Linked DNA regions of Mus musculus: regions 2, 3 and 4 are each linked to region 1. The links are chromatin contacts, called in public Hi-C, HiChIP or PLAC-seq and Micro-C maps. All regions are on one chromosome and are shown on one strand. Each heading gives the region's core, a stretch centred on a gene start, on an enhancer-like site or on the middle of the called end of the contact. The rest is flanking DNA. Distances are from core to core; before and after follow the strand shown.

Region 1 (4,644 bases), core at 287-2,786:
CAGCTCGAGGTTGCTCATTAACGGCGCCAAGGAAGAGCCCTCCACTTGAGGACCAGAGCCATCCTCCAGTGGTGCAAACAAAGCCCAAGGCTGGCCACCATCTCTCCAAGGGGAAAGTCTTAGTAAATATTTGGGGTCACTTGAGGTCATCTAGAAGGAAGGCAATATTTACTTTTGCCTATGCACAGTCATCCTTCCAAACAAGTTGGCATCCAGGTTTACTCCTAAGTGCGACCTCACCCAGGCAGTCGGAGCCGCAAAGTTGAGGGTGCATTTTTCCTTCCGCGTTCTGGGTATCTGTACGGTCGGTTTTTGTTTTAAGGAATGGGAAGCGAAGCTCTCAGTCTAAAGCTACCTGCTCCCAAAACGTGGGCTTTAAAGGTCTGGAGAACACAGCCCTCATACGCACATGAACAGGGCTCGTGACTGTCGCTTCTTCCCAGCCTTTGGGATTGTCTCTACTTGCCTGGGGTGGGGGAGGGGGGTACTGTCATTTTAGGATAAGCTTCCTCTACAACCAACACGTAGCAACACCGAGGTGGCTGAACCTAGCCAACTCCATCCCAGGCTGCAAACAGCATATAACTGGCTATTCTGACTTCCCCCATTCGCGGGGTTTAGGCGACAGCTGCGCAGGTGCCAGTCTGGAGCCAGACTCCCGGATCCCGGGGCGAGGGCTCTGAACACCTTCACGTTAGACATCACTAGGTGCCTGAGCGGACCACGCTCCCGGGTCCTGCTAGACCACGTATGGGTCAGGGTGCTGGGACGACCCGCGCTTCCAGAGGGTGAGCGGCAGGGTCACCTGGCTGCCTGCGGAAGCTACTTTGGGAGACAGCGGGAGCCACTTGGGGGAGCGGGTAGCTTTGGGAGGCTGGAAACAGAGGGGCAACCAGGCGCGGGAAGGACTGCAGCCAAGCCAGACATGGCCAGCCCAGACGACCTCCAGGCCCCGCAGGTGTCCAGACAACAGGACAGCAATCCACGGACGCTGGGCCACTACATCTCCAGCAGACCCCGGGGCCCGGGTGCCAGGCAGCGTAAGGAGGGGTATTTCAGGGAGCCCTGCCTGTGGCTCCCGGAGCCCCAAAAGGATCCAAAGGGCAGCTGGGACTGGAGAGGAGGCAAAGGGGACGCGCGCGGGGTTTGGGCCGCCCGGGGCTCCCCAGACCCGCCAAGAGCAGGAGGCGGCGGCCGCCCGGGACTTGGGACCCAGGCAGCAACTTTGCGCGCGGGGTCGGGGAGGGGACGCGGCCGCGTTACCTGCGCAGCGGAGCGCGCTCAGCGCCAGCAGCAGCCCGAGCGACGCGGCCGGGGCCCGCATGGTCCTCCCGGGAGCCGGCGCCGGGCTCCGCTCGCTCCTGCGCCGCCGCCTCCCGCACCTCTCAGCTCCGCGCTCGGCCGCCGGCTGCAGACGGCGCCCGGGCTCAGCGCGCGCCCGCCCTGCACTTGGCCGGAGTTGCGCGGCCCCCGCCGGCGCCGCGGCTCCTGCGCCCCAGCGCGCGTCCCATCCCGCCGCCGCCTCGGCCAGCGCCAGCTGCCGGCCGCCCCTCCAGCCAGCGCGAGAGTGAGCGAGCCGAGCAGGGAGGAGGGGAGGGAGGAGGGAGGAGGAGGGGAGCAGCCAGGAGGGAGGAGGAGGGAGGAGGACAGGAAAGGAGGAGGAGGAGGGAGAAGGGGAAGGGAGGAGGAAGGAGGAGGGAGAGGAGGAGGAGGAATGGGGCTAGAAGAAGAGGGAGGAGGATGGAGTTAGGGAAGGAAGGAGATGAAAGGAGGAAAGGAAGGGGAGAAGAAGAGGAATAGGGAAGAGAGGAAGAGAGAGGAGGAACATACCCAGAGATGTTAAAGAATAGAAAAAGAGGAGGCAGGGAGGTGTCCTCCCCCCCCCCCAGTCCCCTCCCCTCCTCCGGGCCAAGACACCAGGCGGCCACCCAGCGGTTAAGCGTCAGGATGTGTCACTCACTCCCAGGGGAGAGCACAGGGCCGCCAAGGCCTGTGGAGACCCGAATAGGTAGTCGGGCAGGGACAGAGAGAGCGTTTAGAGTGCGGAGCGGGTTCCCAGGGAGTGTTGGGAGGGAGCGCAACGCTGGGCGTCCCCGGGGTTGAGAAGGCAAGCAAGCTACCGGAGAGGCCCGCAGAGGAGGCATCTGTGAGGGATAGATTGCTGCGCGCAGACTAGGGCACGTGATAGATGTGGTGTGGCCTGAGAGCCCGCAAGAGTATCTACCAGCCTCAGGCAGATCAGAGCGCTCTTTCTGTGCTAAGGAGTGGGGAGAGGAGGCACGGCTCCGCCACCAAGGCAGGTCGTCCGATATGTCCACGAAGTGGGCCAGGCTTCAGCCCGGCGTGGGAAGAGAGTCCCAGCTTACAGGGACCAAGAAACTACAGTCCCTTTGAATGCACAGCCTAGTCCAGGCGACAGGTTGAAACAGGGAAGCTCCGAGGTGCTTCTCTGAGAGGCCCTGGAAGTTCCCTTCACCAGGCTGCAAAGCCAGACAGAGGCTGTGGTGTCTAAACACCTGAATTAGAGTCTGGGTTCTGCTCAACCTGCCACCAGTTTCTGGTGTCCTGGCTTGGCGTAGAAAAATGGGTCAGAAGCCGGGAGTGGTGGCGCACGCCTTTAATCCGAGCCCTCGGGAGGCAGAGGCAGGCGGATTTCTGAGTTCGTGGCCAGCCTGCTCTACAAAGTGAGTTCCAGGACAGCCAGGGCTATACAGAGAAACCTTGTCTCGAAAAACCAAAAAAAAAAAAAAAAAAAAAAAAAGAAAAAGAAAAAGAAAAAGAAAAAGAAAGAGAGAGAGAGAAAGAAAGAAAGAAAGAAAGAAAGAAAGAAAGAAAGAAAGAAAGAAAGAAAGAAAGAAAGAAAGAAAGAAAAAAAGAAAGATGGGTCAGACCTCAAATCAGTCAACAGGGATGATGCAGACTGTGGCCCAGCATCCTTAGTTGAGAACCCAGGGCAGGCAAAACTCATAATCCTCCAAAGAGCCTCAATTTCCCAACCTGAGACATAAAGTCAGGGCAGCCTCTAGCTGGTATTCCCAGGAATGCACACAGGAAACCCCTGACCCGATCCGCCAAGGGTAACACCCTCATGCTCGCTGCAGCCGTTATCACCGTGTCTGATTTGCCTCCATGGGCGAGTATCAGCACACTCCGGCCTTCCCAGCTGGTGAGGGGGCTGGTGGACCTACTTCATTAGTAGGGACTCATTAGTCCAGGCAGCTCCAGGCTCTTCCACAATTTTTTAAAAAAGAAGAAAAGAATAAGGAGCAGGAGCAGGTTAGTTACCAAGAACAAATTCTGCTCTGCCTGCAGCCCTCCTTCATAAGGAATCCTGTCTTTGCCATGCTCCTGGCAAAGGCATCAATAGGTGGACAGTGGGTTCTGGGTTTCTTTCTTTCTTTCTTTCTTTCTTTCTTTTTTTTTTTTTTTTTTTTTTTTTTTTTGGTTTTTCGAGACAGGGTTTCTCTGTATAGCTGCCTCTGCCTCCTGAGTGCTGGGATTAAAGGCGTGCGCCACCACCACCCCGCTTGGGTTCTGGGTTTCTTCTTGAGTTCAGAGGTTCTGTGTGTCCCCTCTCCCTGGTGACTATGGCTGTAGGGGATGCTACCCAACCTCAGGTACTTCTGGGTGCCACTCCAGTCACCTTTTCCACCTCTCCTTCATTTACTAGCGAATATCACTGAGCTGTGCACCTACTGTGCTCGAGGCCTGGGCTGGATGGTGAGGACTCAAGAAGTAAACACAGCAGGAACCGCCACTCTTGAGGAACTGGGATTGAACAGCAGCCCCGTGATGGAGATAGCGCAGGCTGCAGCCATAGCCAGAGGGAGGCCAGGGTGTATTGGACCAGGTCATCAAGAGCTAGGATCTGTGACCAGAGGGATTCTATGGCTTCCTTGGTAGGGGCATAGTACATGGAAGGCAGGCCACAAGCCAAGATCCATAAATCCCCGGGGGTGATGGAAGGCATCGGTTACCTTACCCCCACCTCACACACACTCCCGTTCAGTTCAGAGGTACCTCATCACATCTCAGAGAACCTCTAGAGCTGGGCCGGAGTGCGCTCCCCAGCTGACCCTTGCTGGTGATGATGTAATACCACAGAGGAAGGAGGGGTCTGTTTTGTGGAATGGCTGACAGGGAGAAGGCAGGTTAGTTGCTGTGCGACTTTGTAGAAACCCCTAACGCTTTCTGAGCGTCCCTGCTTTGGCCTGTACCTTCACTGGGCGAGGATTTCTGCGTGTTAACCAAGCCGGTGTTTCTGATAGTATTTATGGAAATTCTAAGCAGAGGGGTCTGGAGGGCCCAGAAGAGCTGAGGAGCTGAGGGTATAACCAGGAGACCCTGTAGCTCCCTCAGCAAGTGTATCTTCTCATCCCTGCTCAACTTCAAATCCCCATGTTTCACCTGGCCTGGGGAGTACCAAGCAGGACTCCCAAGGTTCTATACATACACAAAGAAGCTGAGGTTGGAAATGACTCTCGCCCTGGTTCTGTAGTGTGGTAAGGGAAATCTAACCTGACCTTGAGGTGTAGAGCTCTGACCACCCCGAAGTAGCAGGTGGCTGTTCCCTTGGGACCCTCCCAAGCCTGGCCTCTAAAACCCTGCCCAGGTGCCTCTGGGCTTTGGACAAAGAGCAACATT
Region 2 (4,471 bases), core at 622-3,121, 740 kb before region 1:
AGACAGTCAGACAGGCAGATCCTGCTGTTAGCCAGGCTAGCAGAAACTGAGCTTCTGGTGGAGGGAGGGATCCTGTCTGAAGGCAGTAAGACAGAGAGCAATACAAGAAAGACATCCAATGTCGTTGCATGGCCACTGCATGTACATTCATGGGTTCGCACCCATTCACACGTGTGCAATATGCACAACACACACATAACACAACAAAACACAACACACACACATATACATACACATGCACACACACGTGTGAGAAAACAAAAAGCAAAACCTAGAACCATTATCTCTAATGCTTACAGGATCCAGACTGGTAAAGGGAATGTTTGTGTTTCTGTCATAAAGGAGTGCTGAGTACATGGCAAAGAGGGAGACAGTCTAAGGAGGTCACTCTGTGTTCACCTACAGCTCATTTGTGCCTCGTTAAACGCACTGTTGATGGATGTTCTGGCCTTTCAAGGTAATCCAAAGCTCCACTCCAGAGTTCATTTTGAAAGCTTATTTCTCTGTACTGACAAGTTCATTGTGCTTTATTTTAATCAACAAATTGGCCAGAGAGAAGGTGCCTCACCTCTCCTTCAGACTCCCAGGTAGCAACCTCAGCCTGGACTCACCCCATTCAGAAGTTACTTTGCATTCTCTCAGTTCCCTGTTTTAATTATTGAAAGCAAGTGAATGATTTGAGCATAACCTTGTTCAATGGGCGAGTCAAATCTTAGGGTTAATCTTTGTTGTTTGTTATTAGTGTTTGATCTTCAAAAATAAGCCTTTTATTTACTTCTTGAGAATTTTAAACATGCATACAATCTGTTTTGATCATATTTATCTTTTCTTCTCCCCAACTGCTCCCAGATCCCCACAACATTTTCCAATTTCTTCTCCTCACCCTCCTCCTCCTCCTCCTCTTCCTCTTCACCCTCCTCCTCTTCCTTTTCTAGAACCCACAGGAGTCCAGTTAGTGCTACCCATATCCACATGGGTGTGAGACCATCCTCTAGATCACAACTGAGGAAAATCCTCTCTTCCTTCTGGAACAGCTGTCAACTGCCAGTCATGCTTCTGCTATGGGTGGAGACCCAGGAGCATTGCCCCCCTTCCATGATGATATCTTGACTGGGTTACCATGTACAGGCAAGCCACAGATGCTTTGAGGTTCCAGATGTGATGGCCCTGCCATGTCCCCAAGGCAGCCTCTCTGGGCTCTCCTTCCAAACCTATCAAACAGCTCAGTTAAAATTTACCATTTTGAGGCATAGTCCAAAAGAGTCACATAAAAAGTTTGTACTGTTAGGTACGGCAGCACAGACCTTGGATCCCAGCACTCTGAAGGTAAAGGCAGAGGCAGGTGGATCTCTTTGAGTAGGCCAACCTGCCCTACAAAAGGGAAAACACAGGCTAGCCAAGTCTGGGTAATATGACCATCTCTCAAAAATTTGTTTTTATTATTATGCAATCTACCCAGCAACTTGTGCTCTGTATATTGTTAATAATGTGTTCTCTTTTTTTAAAACTATAGGTTTATATCATCTGTGTGTATAATTTTACAAATACCTTGAAAACATTATATATAGATATGGGTAGTGGTAGAAAGGTAGATGGAGAGACAGGGGTGCTTTGAGTTGATTTCTGTTTTGTTTTTGTTTTTGTTTTTACCTTTTTACCTGTTAGACCTCGTTCAGCATTTGGGATCGTAACCCACATGATGGTATACTAGGACATCATTGGAAAGACATAAAGCTCCATTTCCACAAAGGTTTAATATCTAGCCATATGGATACAATATTTCTTACAAGGATTTCTCTCCTTATTGAAACTGTTCCAGCATTCGAAGCATATGACATTCAGTGCTGCAATTCTATTTGTGAATCAGGCCATCTGTAGGCAATCGGGAGATGCTTTTTTTCCACAGGGCCTGGCTATTTGCATGGAGTGAATATACGACGTCTTGATAGAAGCATTAAAAAGAAGCACCAGGAAGATGCGAAGGTAGATTAAAATCCTGATGATAAAATAACTCACTACTCTTCACCTTGAAATGGTACTGCGCATTTACGTGATGGCACACAGATGTGCCCCAGGGAAGCCCACCTCCCGGCAGATGTTACAAAGTTCTCTACAAGCAGTGGATGGATGCCTCCATCAGAACCATCAGCCTGTGTGTGTTTCGTATGATTGATCACCAAATGCATGTGCCTGTAAAGCCCTTTAAACACATCTATCATTTAGTAACAATACAAAGCACATCTCTTCTTCCTGCGGTAAGATTCCTCTTCTGGTTAACACTGCCCAACTTTTTATACTACCACCCCCTACCTTGCATTCCACACACACACAGCTAAATGGGACAGAGTTTATGCACAGGAAAAACTTGAAGGTTTCTCCAGATTAAGAACTTTGACCCTCTTTCCTTGTATATCACTCTGTGTACACTTCATTCCTTCAGTCTCAAACTCCCTCCTCCTTTGGATGCTCTCCTCATGTTTGCTTGCCTGCCACTCTCCGTGCTCCAGGTTGTCCTCTTTCTTTTAGGATATGCAAAGCACCCCTCTGCCCAAACCTTCATAGTACCTTCTATATGCATCCAATGTACACATCTTTAAATTTTATGTCTTCTGGTGAGTTTGGCTTAAAACAGAAGTTCCTCAAGGAAAAAAGGAGTGGGTCTCTTCTATTCATTTACGCCCAGAGTCCATCAAGTCCATAGAACAAAATAAATATCTGGATTAAGCTGAGGGTGTTTCATCAGGATTGCTTTAAAAGTCCCTTCAGCGCTGGTATTTTATTCTACCTATTGGGTAAATGATCGGAGAAGGGCCCATTATTCTTCATTTAAGGTGTGTGAAATGTCAGGCTGCAGGCTCCAGCTCTATTCACAGTACAAATTTCTTATGATTTATTGGCTCTCCTTAGCCCTTGTGAACACCATCCATCACTGGGAAGCCCAGAGCTCTAGCCTTCCATTCGATTTGGGAATTGTGCCACTGCGAACGTACCAAGTCTATTTTAGAATCTGGTAACTAACAATGCTGCCACCTCTACAGCAGCCCGTGGCTGAAACAGGAAAAAAAAAAATCTATTTCTGGGTTGTGTTGTGCCAAAAAAAAAAAAAAAAAAAAAGGCTTTTTTTTTTTGTATGTGTTTACGGCAGTAGGTTTTGGAACAGCATTGGAAAGAGGCTTTCCAATTGGCCAGGGCATTCATCAACAGCTACCGTTGCATGTGAGGGTAGTCGCAGAACCTTCGAAGTGTAGAGCTTGACTCCTCGTGACTCTTGGATCTTGGGTTCTGATGACTACCTTCTGCCTTCTCCACTGACCTAATACAGAAAGCAGAGGCAGGTGGAGAAAGCTTATTAGATTTATATACTTTACTCCAGAAATGGCAGGCATCTCTTCTTTGATCAGACCTGCTGTAGCTGAGCATGAACCTGGAAATTACAGAACACAAGACATGTGTGACGTGAAAAAGATGATCTTGTTCTTGTTTACATGTTCCTGGATAGTGGAGGAATTAACTCAGTACATCCCAGTGGATCTTGGAGTTGGCACCATATCTGGGGGGATGCCCTTGTGTATTCCCAGTTCTTTCATAGAACCTAGAGCCTTGGAAAATAAATTTTCTCACACCTATTTTTATAGCTTGACTAGGAAAGTATCTCCTACAAGCTTGAGAGCTGAAACACTCGGCCCTCACCTGATGACCTTCCTTTGGAAAATACTGGAAACTTTAGGAGGCATGACCTCTGTGGAGGAAGTAGACCACAGAAGGGACATCTCTGAAGGTTAATTTTGGTCCCCAGTTCCTTTCTCTCTACCTGTCCACTCTCTCCTCCTACCTTTTCCTTGTCTTTATCTATATATCCATATATCTATGTATTTATGTATCATCTATCTATGTATCTATGTATATATGTATCTGTGTATTTGTGTATCTATGTATATATGTATCTAACTGTGTATCTGTGTATCTATATATCTATGTATCTATCTATATATCTATGTATATATGTATCTGTGTATCTATCTAACATCTATCTATTTATATTCTATTTATCTATCTAATCTACCTAACTTCTTTCTATCTATTTAATCTGTCTATGTATATATCTATCTTCTTTCTAATCTATCTGCCTAATCTGTCTGACTGTCTATATCTCTAATCTACCTATGTATTCATCTATTTAATCTATCTAATCTATCTTTGTATCTATCTATGTATTTTCTATCTACCTACCTACCTACACCTCTATGTCTCTATCTGCATGCTGTCCATTATGAAGCAAGCACACTATACTCTACCATATGCTTTTACTGCTATGATGTTATGCCTCATAATTATAGACCCCAAGTTCATAGAAAGCGGCATTATGGACTAAACCAAACCCTCTGAGACCATGAGCTGAAATAAACCTTTGCTCCCATGAGTTGACTGTGTCAGGTGTTTCACCACAGCCGCACAAAGCCCAACTAATACA
Region 3 (4,439 bases), core at 76-2,575, 810 kb before region 1:
TTTACTAAGGGTAAAAGTTCATGTTCTGAGACTGAGAGAAACCCTGGCTGAGCCCCAGAGACGTATCCATCACTAACCATCGTGGAAGACCACATGGCTGCTCTCTATCCACTGTTCCCCACTTCCCCTGCAGCAGGCAGCACGCCTGGTGTGTGGTCTTTGATGGCAAAGTTTGTCTGAGCTGTTTGTAAGAAACTCAGAGACTGTTTTTCTTTACACCCTCACATGCACTGGGTGAAATCCCAAGCCCTTCACTTGCCCTGTGCCAAGTGTCACATGGGTGACTATTAATGGGATGATAAGCCAATCTTCAAATCACACTCATGTTTCTGTCTCCTAAGCAAGTGTCTGTCGAAGCCTGATGATGCATGACTTCTTTCATATTGAGTAACCTCCCTGCCCCATAACCTGCTTTTTCATTCCATAAATATCTGAAAACCCTTTTCTAATCCAACCCCCTCAATTCTCTCTCTAGGTTGTAGTCTTGCTCTTTTGTGCCCTGGACCAACTCTACTCCTCTATCCCATAAACGTCCCCAAAACATCCTACATTGGAGACATGCAGCTTCATGATGTCTCTGTGCTTGGCTTCCTGCAAAATTTGTCACTCAGTGATTCATTCCGTGACAAAGAAAACAGCCCTGGCTCAGGAGCATGTCTCTGTATCATTTTGAATTTACATTTGCGAGTGAAATCGGAAGGAATCCCAGTGTGTAAGATGCCTGACCATGACTGACTCAAACATATATGATGATCAAACACAGCAATTTCAGGTTCTTGCTTCTCCTTAGCAACAGTTGCCTGGCTCCTGCCCTGTGGTCCCCTTCTAGAAGGACCACACTGTATTTTCTGCTTCCACATGGTTCCCAGTGCTCACTATTGATGTCCTTGCTCTGACATCTGGGAACCTGTGAGTGTTAGACTGTACCCTGAACATGAGCCATTTCACAACAGTGTTCTTTAGTAGGTGACAATTCCAGTCTTTGTGTAGAGAAGGAGAACGTCCATTTAAATTCCCTTTTAAAAAAAATACATTTTTAAATTAGCTTGCAAACTAGTGGGACCTTGGAAGGCTTCTTCATACTTTAACTGTGGTTAGCCCACCCTCTACCCTTCCTTTCTTATACCTCCCACCTCCACCACCATTTAAGCTTTTATCTCCCAGGATTCTCTCCATATTCTTTCATATCTCAAATGTCCTGCTATTCCCTCTAGTGACATTGTTTTCCTAGGACTGCAAGCTGGCAGGTTCCAGAGTTGCTTCTTCATGCACACTCCATTGTGGTTAGCCAGAACTTCCTCTATTTCACATGAACTCCTCCTCCTTTAGAGATGGAGATGCAGAGCCTACATGACAATGCCAGGCCAAGGCAAGTGCCTGACCAGGTTCAGTGAGGAAAACACAGCAAGTTGCTGCGCTTTGTTTAAGTAACAAAGGTATTTGTTACTTAAGCAGGAAGTAAGAAGTTGTGGATATTAACTTCCTGGTCCATGTACCACAAAAGGGAGGGGTTACTTATTGTTTCCCTTTTGTGATGTCAGTTCTGAATGAAGCAAAGGATAGGTTTTCAATTCCTTTGTAAAGTTTATATGTTAGTGCTGTATTTACATCGCTTCCATCCTTCACTTTCCCATCTCCAGGTCCTCTTATGCCCCCTTTCCTTAATTATAATCGGCACGCACACACACACATGCAAGCTCGCATGCACACATGCACATGTGTTTAATGCTCTTTTAGACAGGAAAAGGAATCTACACCCATGAAATCTCAGTAATATAGTCATCTGTCTTAGGGTTTCTATTCCTGCACAAAACATTGTGATCAAGAAACAAGTTGGGGAGGAAAGGGTTTATTCATCTTACACTTCCATGTTGCTGTTCATCACCAAAGGAAGTCAGGACTGGAACTAAGCAGGTCAGGAAGCAGGAGCTGATGCAGAGGCCATGGAGGGATGCTACTTACTGGCTTGCCTCCCCTGGTTTGTTCAGCTTGCTTTTTTATAGAACCCAAGACTACCAGCCCAGAGATGGTCCCACCCACAACTAATTGAGAAAATACCTTACAGCTGGATCTCATGGAACTGAAGCTCCTTTCTCTATAACTCCAGCTTGTGTCAAGTTGACATAAAACCAACCAGGAAGTACATCATCTAAGCAAGACCTATTGACATCCCAATATGAATGGGAGAAATCTCATAATTCCCATATGTAGATGAAGAGCTACAGGCAACCAATGGCTGATGAGAGGAGAATTGATTTTTTTTTTCCTGACAGGTTATCTAATCACTATAGCCAGCTTAGGGGCGGCAGGAGGGGAAAGAGCGGGGAGGGCAAAGGGGGGGGGAATGGTTATGCTTCGTTTCATCGTTCTATGGGAAGCAGCATTCCCCAAAGCTCATGGGAAAGCAGGAGACTCAGTCTCAAGATGCCTCCCTCTGAGGGGCAAGAAAGTGACCAGGGATGATGTCCTAGCCCTCCATTTTCCCAAAGGGTCTTGCTGTCTCTTCCAAGGCTTGGATCAGTTATTAAATGTTTTGCCTACATATTACTATAGCAGAGTAATTTCCTTTGGCTGGGACATTACTACCAGCCCAGCCACCATTCTACAGAGACATTTATGGTGACCTACAGTCAATCTTGGCCCCACCGTCATGACAAAAAAGTAACAAGAGCCCCACAGCAATAAGGAGATGAGACTGACTGAACAACACCCCTAGGACAGGAGAGGAATATAGTCAGACCCTCCTCCAGTATTTCTGGCACCACTCTTTACCAGCAGACACCAGTCATGTCTAGTCTTGGGGTTGATTACATACATAGATGGTAGAGGTTGAAACAGAAAGTATTAAACCAAGTAGCTGTAATGAGATTGTCAATCACACTGGGGTGAAACAGGTTCCTTTGAGGTAGCTTAAATTCCTATAGTTAACCCTTTATCCATACTCCTTTGAGCAACCCTTCACTCATGTTCCTGTGAGTAATCCTTCATGTTCCTGAAAAAAAAAGAAATGACCTCAGTAAGCCCACTGAGCTAGACTTGGATGAATACATCCTTTGGTGTGGCTGTACTGTGTCTAAGAGACAGAGATGTTTCTATTTCCCAGGAAGAAATCCCAGAGCAGTACCCACATAGATGCCACTCATCAGAGCATGTGGCTTGCAACAAGCCTGGCTGAGGATATTGGGCAAATATTTTGGAATGTAAACTGAACTAAAACACAAAAAGAAAATAGTCAGAATGTGTCTTATGTGTGTCTATTTCTTCACTCTAATTAAACATAAAGAAGAAACACACATACACACCACCCATGTGCATGCACACATACACACACACACACACACACACACACACACACACACACACACACAATTGTTGCCTGAACTGACATTTTCTGTAAAATTACCTCATCGTTGAAAAGTGTTCATATATGGTCCAAAATATACCAGTTTTCTTGTGCTTTTTAAAATCATGTTTTGCCTCCGGTGTCTGAAAATAGCAGATATTTGCGATGTGAAGCTTTTGTTTTTAATAGGTGGATTTGAGTTTTGTAAAATTGTCACGGGGTCAAGCACAGATTTTCTTTTCTTCTTGACATGTTAATTTGTCAAAGCAGGGAACAAAGGACACTGATTTACAATTTAGAGGCATTAGGAAAAAGCTGCCAATTATGGAGTCCTGCTCACTACTCAGAGCAAGCTCTAAAACCCAGCCTTAACCCCTTCTACGCTGCTAATCACCGCCTAGAAGGGCTTAGGCTTCAAACTCCTTGTGCAGAAGAAACCTAAGTTGCTATTCCATAATGAGCAGAAATGCATCTCTTGCTTCCTGAAAACCTCTCAGGGCTGAGCTGCAAGGAGAGCTTATAAGAACACAATTTTTCCACTGTTCTCATCTTATTTTAAAAACCATGTGTGTTCCTTCTATTCTCTTTGTTCTGTATAGTCTGGAGAGTTGAGTATATAGCAAGGAAGAGGTAAAATAATAAATAGCATATAGCAGACAGACAAAAGCAGCAGATACAAAGCAAAGCATCACCAAATTGGTGCTCAGAGCATCCGTCAGCAAAGATCGGAGTATCCTAATTGACAGGCAAACAGAAGGCAGCAATGTCAAACTGGGGCCTTTAAAAACATCCAGCAGAATCCCAGGGAAGCCGATTAAAGATCTCTAAATGAGACCACCCTGGGTAAGCAGATGTGTCCGCTCCATCCTCTGTCCTCTCCGTGGACCATTCTCCCACGGCCGAAATCTCAGCTTCCTGTTCCCACCCCAGGCACTTTGTATATCATGGGATAAACAATAATAACCTCTGTCAGGAGTGGTTGGCCTTCTTGCTGTTCTCAAGGATACAATTTTCACTGCTGGACTTTATGCTGTTCATTCTCCCTATTACAGAGCTCAGGGAGAGATACAGCCTGCCCTTGGTCAAGGAGTCTGGG
Region 4 (4,743 bases), core at 1,949-4,448, 540 kb before region 1:
TGGATAATGGAGTATTTCCTCATCTTGGAAAGTTGCTTTGGGCAGCTGCAAAACAAAATCGAAACTCTACCCCATCACTCTGTTTTAGGTTCTATAGTCTGTAGGAGGTACACATTTGAACAACAATAGAAGAGACCTCCCGGGGGAAAGAAGGTCCTGCCCTGCAGGATCAAAGGGCAAAGTGGTCCAGGCTAGCATGACCACTATACAATGTGGAATACTCAAGCAACTAATGTCAGGTCTGCAATCTCGCCTCATTCTGAAACCTAAAAATCTCTGAAGGCTAAAACTACTCCGACTTTTGTTGTTGTTGTCTTGTTTATTGAAGCCCAAACCTTTTTTGACAGCGACACCCAATCTAAATTATCAGGAGGTTGGTTGTTTGACTGTTTTGTTCACTTACGACATTGGACATAAATTCTGTATTGGACATAAATTCTGTATGTCTCACTACCCCCAAAATTAATATGTTTGGTTGTGAAGTCCTGCCCTAGACCTCAATGGGATATGCTAAGTAAGACACGGGAGATAAATGTGTTACCAGTGTGTAAACTCCAAACGATGTTTACATTCTGAAACACATCTGGACCCATGGGGCTGGGGAAACGGATTGCGAATCTGTATTAATTAGCAACTGAAAAGGAATAAATCAGATCCACATTTATACTTGTGGATAATATAATGGTTGGAAGAAGGAATAAGTCAGAATAAAATAGCATGGTGTTGGCTCTGCAAACTAGAGCTCTCTCCCCACAATATCTCAGTGTTTTTGGACACTGCTGTGTGACCCAGCGGGCATGGGGAGCTAGGGCACCTCGGTAGTACCTGGGGCTAGAATCCCAGATGAAGAGATTGAGACAGAAAACTCCGTCAAGCACAGACAGGGAGTAAATCTGTGACAAGGGCCAGTCATACATGGAGGGTTCTATAGGTGACACCAACCCATTTCTCTCTACTTGTGGTATAGAAATCATTACAGGAATACACAACACAAAATGAGTCATAAAATCCCAGTACTGAGAAGGGGACATGGGCTCCTAACCAAAAAGCTATTCACAATTTATACCTTCTGGGAAAGGGGGAGACCACTTTTCTTCAGTGGAGTGTCAGAATCTGTATCAACAGCATTCCAGGGCAGGTTCTATGTGTACAAGTATTTGGCTAATACAGTATGAACTCCATGTGTCTTTGTGTATTCTTTGGTTCTGTATTGTTTTGGTAATTTTTGTCTTATTGGTTTTGCTTTTATAGTTTTTGGTTTTGTTTTTTGTTTTGGTAGAAAGAGAAAGAACTAAGTGTGGGTAGGGAGGATGGGGAGGAACTAAGAGTAGAAAGAATATGGTCAAAATATATTGTATGAAAAAAATTATAAAGCAACTAATTTAAAAGTGTGTCATATCTTATGAGGTAACCATTTATTGCCAACCAGAAAAGACCTCCAACCTGTCCCTCTTTTAACTTGGCAAAAGAAGCCATTCATTTCTGTGATGGATCCTAAATTTCAGAATTGGATTGTGGGCATCACCTGGACCTCCAGTCCTCTCTCCACCTCACTGGAAGACACTGCTCACTCATTTCTCTGGTGGACAGTGGAACGCCTGTGGCCTCTGCAGCTTTCTCTAAACTTACCGGTATATAAGAAACAGCAAACCACCACCTATTCTCTCGCTGTGTTTATGTACCATGCAAGCAGACCACACTCACGAGGACCAGTGAGATCCCTGTTCTACAGGAAGCAGTGGCAGAGGTGGGGGCCTTAAGCTTTCCATATCTGCCAAATTGAGGTATTGACAGTTTCTAGAACTATCATTCACCTCCTATGTCCCAGTCATCTTCAGGACCACAACAACAGTGGAGACCTGTGGCGCACAAGATCTCAGAATCTTTTGCTCTTACAAGGTTTCTGACATCCCAGAAAACTTTGCTCTTACAAGTTGGGCTTTGCTACTAAGAACCCCTGGTTGTCTTATCTGCAATTAAAGGAACATATTGAAGGTTGCATATGGCTCTTAATTAAACCTATGATAGGCAAATCTTAAAAGGATAGCAACCACGGGTTAACTGGGTACTTCAGGGTCTCAGGGGCGATGACATCCCCATAGAAGGATCTCGTTCTGTTTATGCCTGTGAACGGTGGATTTGTGTGTCCATTAGAGTGAATTGAAATGACTAATGTCACAATGCCCATCACAAGAAGACATTAGATCTATAGAGAAGGACCCCAGCTAAGAAGAAATGTGACTGGCTAGGAAGATGAAAATGAAGGTGAACTAAGGAAATACTATACAGTGGTGAATAACAGTCCTAAAAAGCAAGACAGCCAATTGACCACTTCTCAAAGCCATTTCTTGGAGTATGCTTGACTTGATGGCGCTACCCCCAGAGTTCTGAAGAATGTCTAAATGCACGGGGAACAAATGGGTCCTAAACAAAGAACCCAGACCTCTCTCAAACCTCCTTGTCCTTTTAAATTTGGAAGCTGTGGTGGTTAATGTTGCTTGTTAACTTGGCAGGATAGAGGATCACCCAGAGACCATTTCCTGGGCACACTTATGAGGGATTATCTACACCAGTCTTTGTGAGTGTCTACCAGAAACCATCTTGATTAGGTTAAATAAAGTGGGAAATCCTACCTTAAACCTAGGCAGCACTATCCCATGGGCTGGAGTCTTGGATCAAAACGGAGAAAGCAAGCCGAGCGCCAGCATCTGTCTCTCTGCTTCCTGGATACAATGTAACCAGCCACCTCAAGATCCTGCCCTCATGTCTTTCTCAACATGATGGTCCGAGCCAAAATGAGCCCCTCCTTCTTAGAGTTGCTGTTTCCAGAATATTTTATAAAAGGGATAGGAAAAGTATCTAAGACAGAAGCAGAGGAAACCACATCCAAAGTTGACCTTTTTTTTTCTCTCCCACTTGTACCCCAACCTACTCTAAACAGGTATCTCTCCCTCTCTTTCTCACCCTTTCTCCCCCTCCCACCCACCCTCCCTCCTTTCTCAGAAGCCCTTATCTGTGGGAAAGCCTTTAAGTATGAGAAACTTCATCACTTAAATAGCAATTATTTTCTGGTCACTCACCTCCCGGCAGGGACCAAATTGTTTTTGTAATTTCTCATTAGGCAGGAACTGATTAAAAATACAATTAGTAATCATTTTAATTACAGGCAGCTCTCCCAGAAAGGACTTAAACACACAGGGACAAAGGAGGCAATCGGATAAAGAGAAGCCAGGGAAACTTAAACTAAGTCAGGAAAGACTTGAAAGTTCATACCAGGCAGACATTTAAGGAGAAAGTGGGCATTTCTGCACATCTAAAAGGCTGCTGTCTCCTTTAAAATGTTATGCTGGAGGCTGGAGGGATGGCTCAGAGGTTAAGGCCATAAAATGCTCTCACAGAGGACATAGTTAGGTTCCCAGCACCTATGTCAGAGGTTCACAAATGCCTGTAATTCCTGATTCAGGGGATCTAATATCCTTTCTGGACTTCCCAGGTAACTGTGCGCGCGTGCACACACACACATGCCAAGTCTTTAAAAATGATTAAAATTTAATGCTGACTTTAAAATCCACAAATTATTATATTCTTGTGCAAAATGGAGTAATGTATGTATGAAAGTTAAGATGTGTACGGCACGTCATATGCAGAATGAAAAAGCACATTTTGGTGCAGAGATGAATTTTCTAAACCTAGTATCAGAATGGCCTGGCTATCAACCCAGGATTCCACTCATCTAAACTCTGTGCAATAAATATGATTTGAGAATTGTGCAAAAAATATATATAATAAGCTATGCAATCTGACATTTGCATATAAATAGAAAAGAACTCTATGCCTGTCTACAAAGAGAAAAATGATTTCAGCATTCTTACATAATTCCTGGTACATTCGCTTTTATAAATGTGCTTGTCATGTTGTTCTATAAAACAGGGCTTAATTCTAGTAGCTTCTTTTAAAATAAAAACGAAGCAAGTTATTTCCAAGAAATATTTATGTGATGCAGTTGAATGTGGTGAGGTTCTTTTTTTGTCCTCAAATCCAGACAATTAAAGGGAAAAGTCAGTAATGATTATCTCCTATCTCCTGACTTCATGGAGTATATCTGAGTCTATGATTTTGCACACAGAACACTGTTCATATCTAGGTATCAAGATACTGGGGTTGTGCTGGTTAGTTCTGTTAGCTTGACACAAACTAGACTCATCTGTGAAAAGAGAACCTCAGCTGAGGAATTGTCTCCTGTGGGCATGATTGTGGGGAAGTTTTTATATTTCTGTTAGTGACTGATGTGGGGGAGAGCCGAGTCCACTGTGGGCGGTGTCATCCCTAGACAGGTGGCCCTAGGTTGTACATGAAAACAGCTGTCTGGAGAGATGCCTGAGCACTTAAAAGCACTGAGTGCTTTTATAGAGGATCCAAGTTCAGTTCCCACCAGTTCCACACAGTACCTCACAACCATCTGTAACTCTAGTTGCAGGGAACCAATCCCTTTTCTGGCCTCTGCGGGCACAAGGCTTGCGTGTAACGTGCATGCAGGCAAAACACTCATACATGTAAATATACCTTTAAAAAAAAAGAATGTAGCTAAGCAAACTATGGGGAACAAGGCAATAAGCAGTTTTCCTCTGTAGTCTCTGCTTCAGTTTCTGCCTCCAGGCTCCTGCCTTGAGCTTAGCTTGGCTCCATCAATGACGGACTATAACCAGGAAGCCAAATGGACCCTCTCCTCCCCAGGTTTTGTTG

What was found. Hi-C and Micro-C count contacts between places; a contact is called where the count stands out from the background. HiChIP or PLAC-seq counts read pairs in DNA pulled down with a chosen protein or histone mark.
Region 2: a contact with region 1 is called in a Hi-C map of cortical neurons. The contact joins the enhancer-like site here to the promoter of Tmem132b in region 1. A contact is called at or near these places in 3 of 484 Hi-C or Micro-C datasets (cerebral cortex and cortical neurons), 2 of 115 datasets of contacts at active chromatin or transcription factors (embryonic forebrain and forebrain) and 1 of 9 other capture datasets (embryonic stem cells).
Region 3: a contact with region 1 is called in a Micro-C map of embryonic stem cells, with 2.3 times the contacts expected there. The contact joins the enhancer-like site here to the promoter of Tmem132b in region 1. A contact is called at or near these places in 1 of 15 datasets of contacts at CTCF or cohesin (embryonic stem cells), 10 of 484 Hi-C or Micro-C datasets (cerebral cortex, cortical neurons, cranial neural crest and 3 more), 6 of 115 datasets of contacts at active chromatin or transcription factors (astrocytes, embryonic forebrain, embryonic stem cells and 3 more) and 1 of 9 other capture datasets (embryonic stem cells).
Region 4: a contact with region 1 is called in an H3K27ac HiChIP or PLAC-seq map of SST interneurons, with 3 times the contacts expected there. The contact joins the enhancer-like site here to the promoter of Tmem132b in region 1. A contact is called at or near these places in 7 of 115 datasets of contacts at active chromatin or transcription factors (SST interneurons, VIP interneurons, embryonic basal ganglia and 3 more) and 1 of 9 other capture datasets (embryonic stem cells).

What each region holds. Positions count from the first base shown.
Region 1 is chr5:125,529,310-125,533,953 of GRCm38.p6, reverse strand. It overlaps Tmem132b (transmembrane protein 132B), which reads right to left and starts at 1,536. Exons shown (of 9, transcript NM_001190352.1): 1 at 1,264-1,536. The coding sequence starts at 1,324.
Region 2 is chr5:126,271,916-126,276,386 of GRCm38.p6, reverse strand. No RefSeq gene overlaps it. Among named protein-coding and RNA genes, the nearest start is that of Gm23151, 120 kb to the left of the region's middle. Within about 2 kb of position 1,871, at least 4 of the 459 cell types and tissues checked have an H3K27ac peak or open chromatin away from gene starts, as enhancers often do. A contact at or near this core is called in cortical neurons, where this site is marked.
Region 3 is chr5:126,335,012-126,339,450 of GRCm38.p6, reverse strand. No RefSeq gene overlaps it. Among named protein-coding and RNA genes, the nearest start is that of Gm23151, 52 kb to the left of the region's middle. Within about 2 kb of position 1,325, at least 3 of the 459 cell types and tissues checked have an H3K27ac peak or open chromatin away from gene starts, as enhancers often do. A contact at or near this core is called in embryonic stem cells, where this site is marked.
Region 4 is chr5:126,067,871-126,072,613 of GRCm38.p6, reverse strand. No RefSeq gene overlaps it. Among named protein-coding and RNA genes, the nearest start is that of Gm40329, 29 kb to the right of the region's middle. Within about 2 kb of position 3,198, at least 6 of the 459 cell types and tissues checked have an H3K27ac peak or open chromatin away from gene starts, as enhancers often do. A contact at or near this core is called in SST interneurons and forebrain, where this site is marked.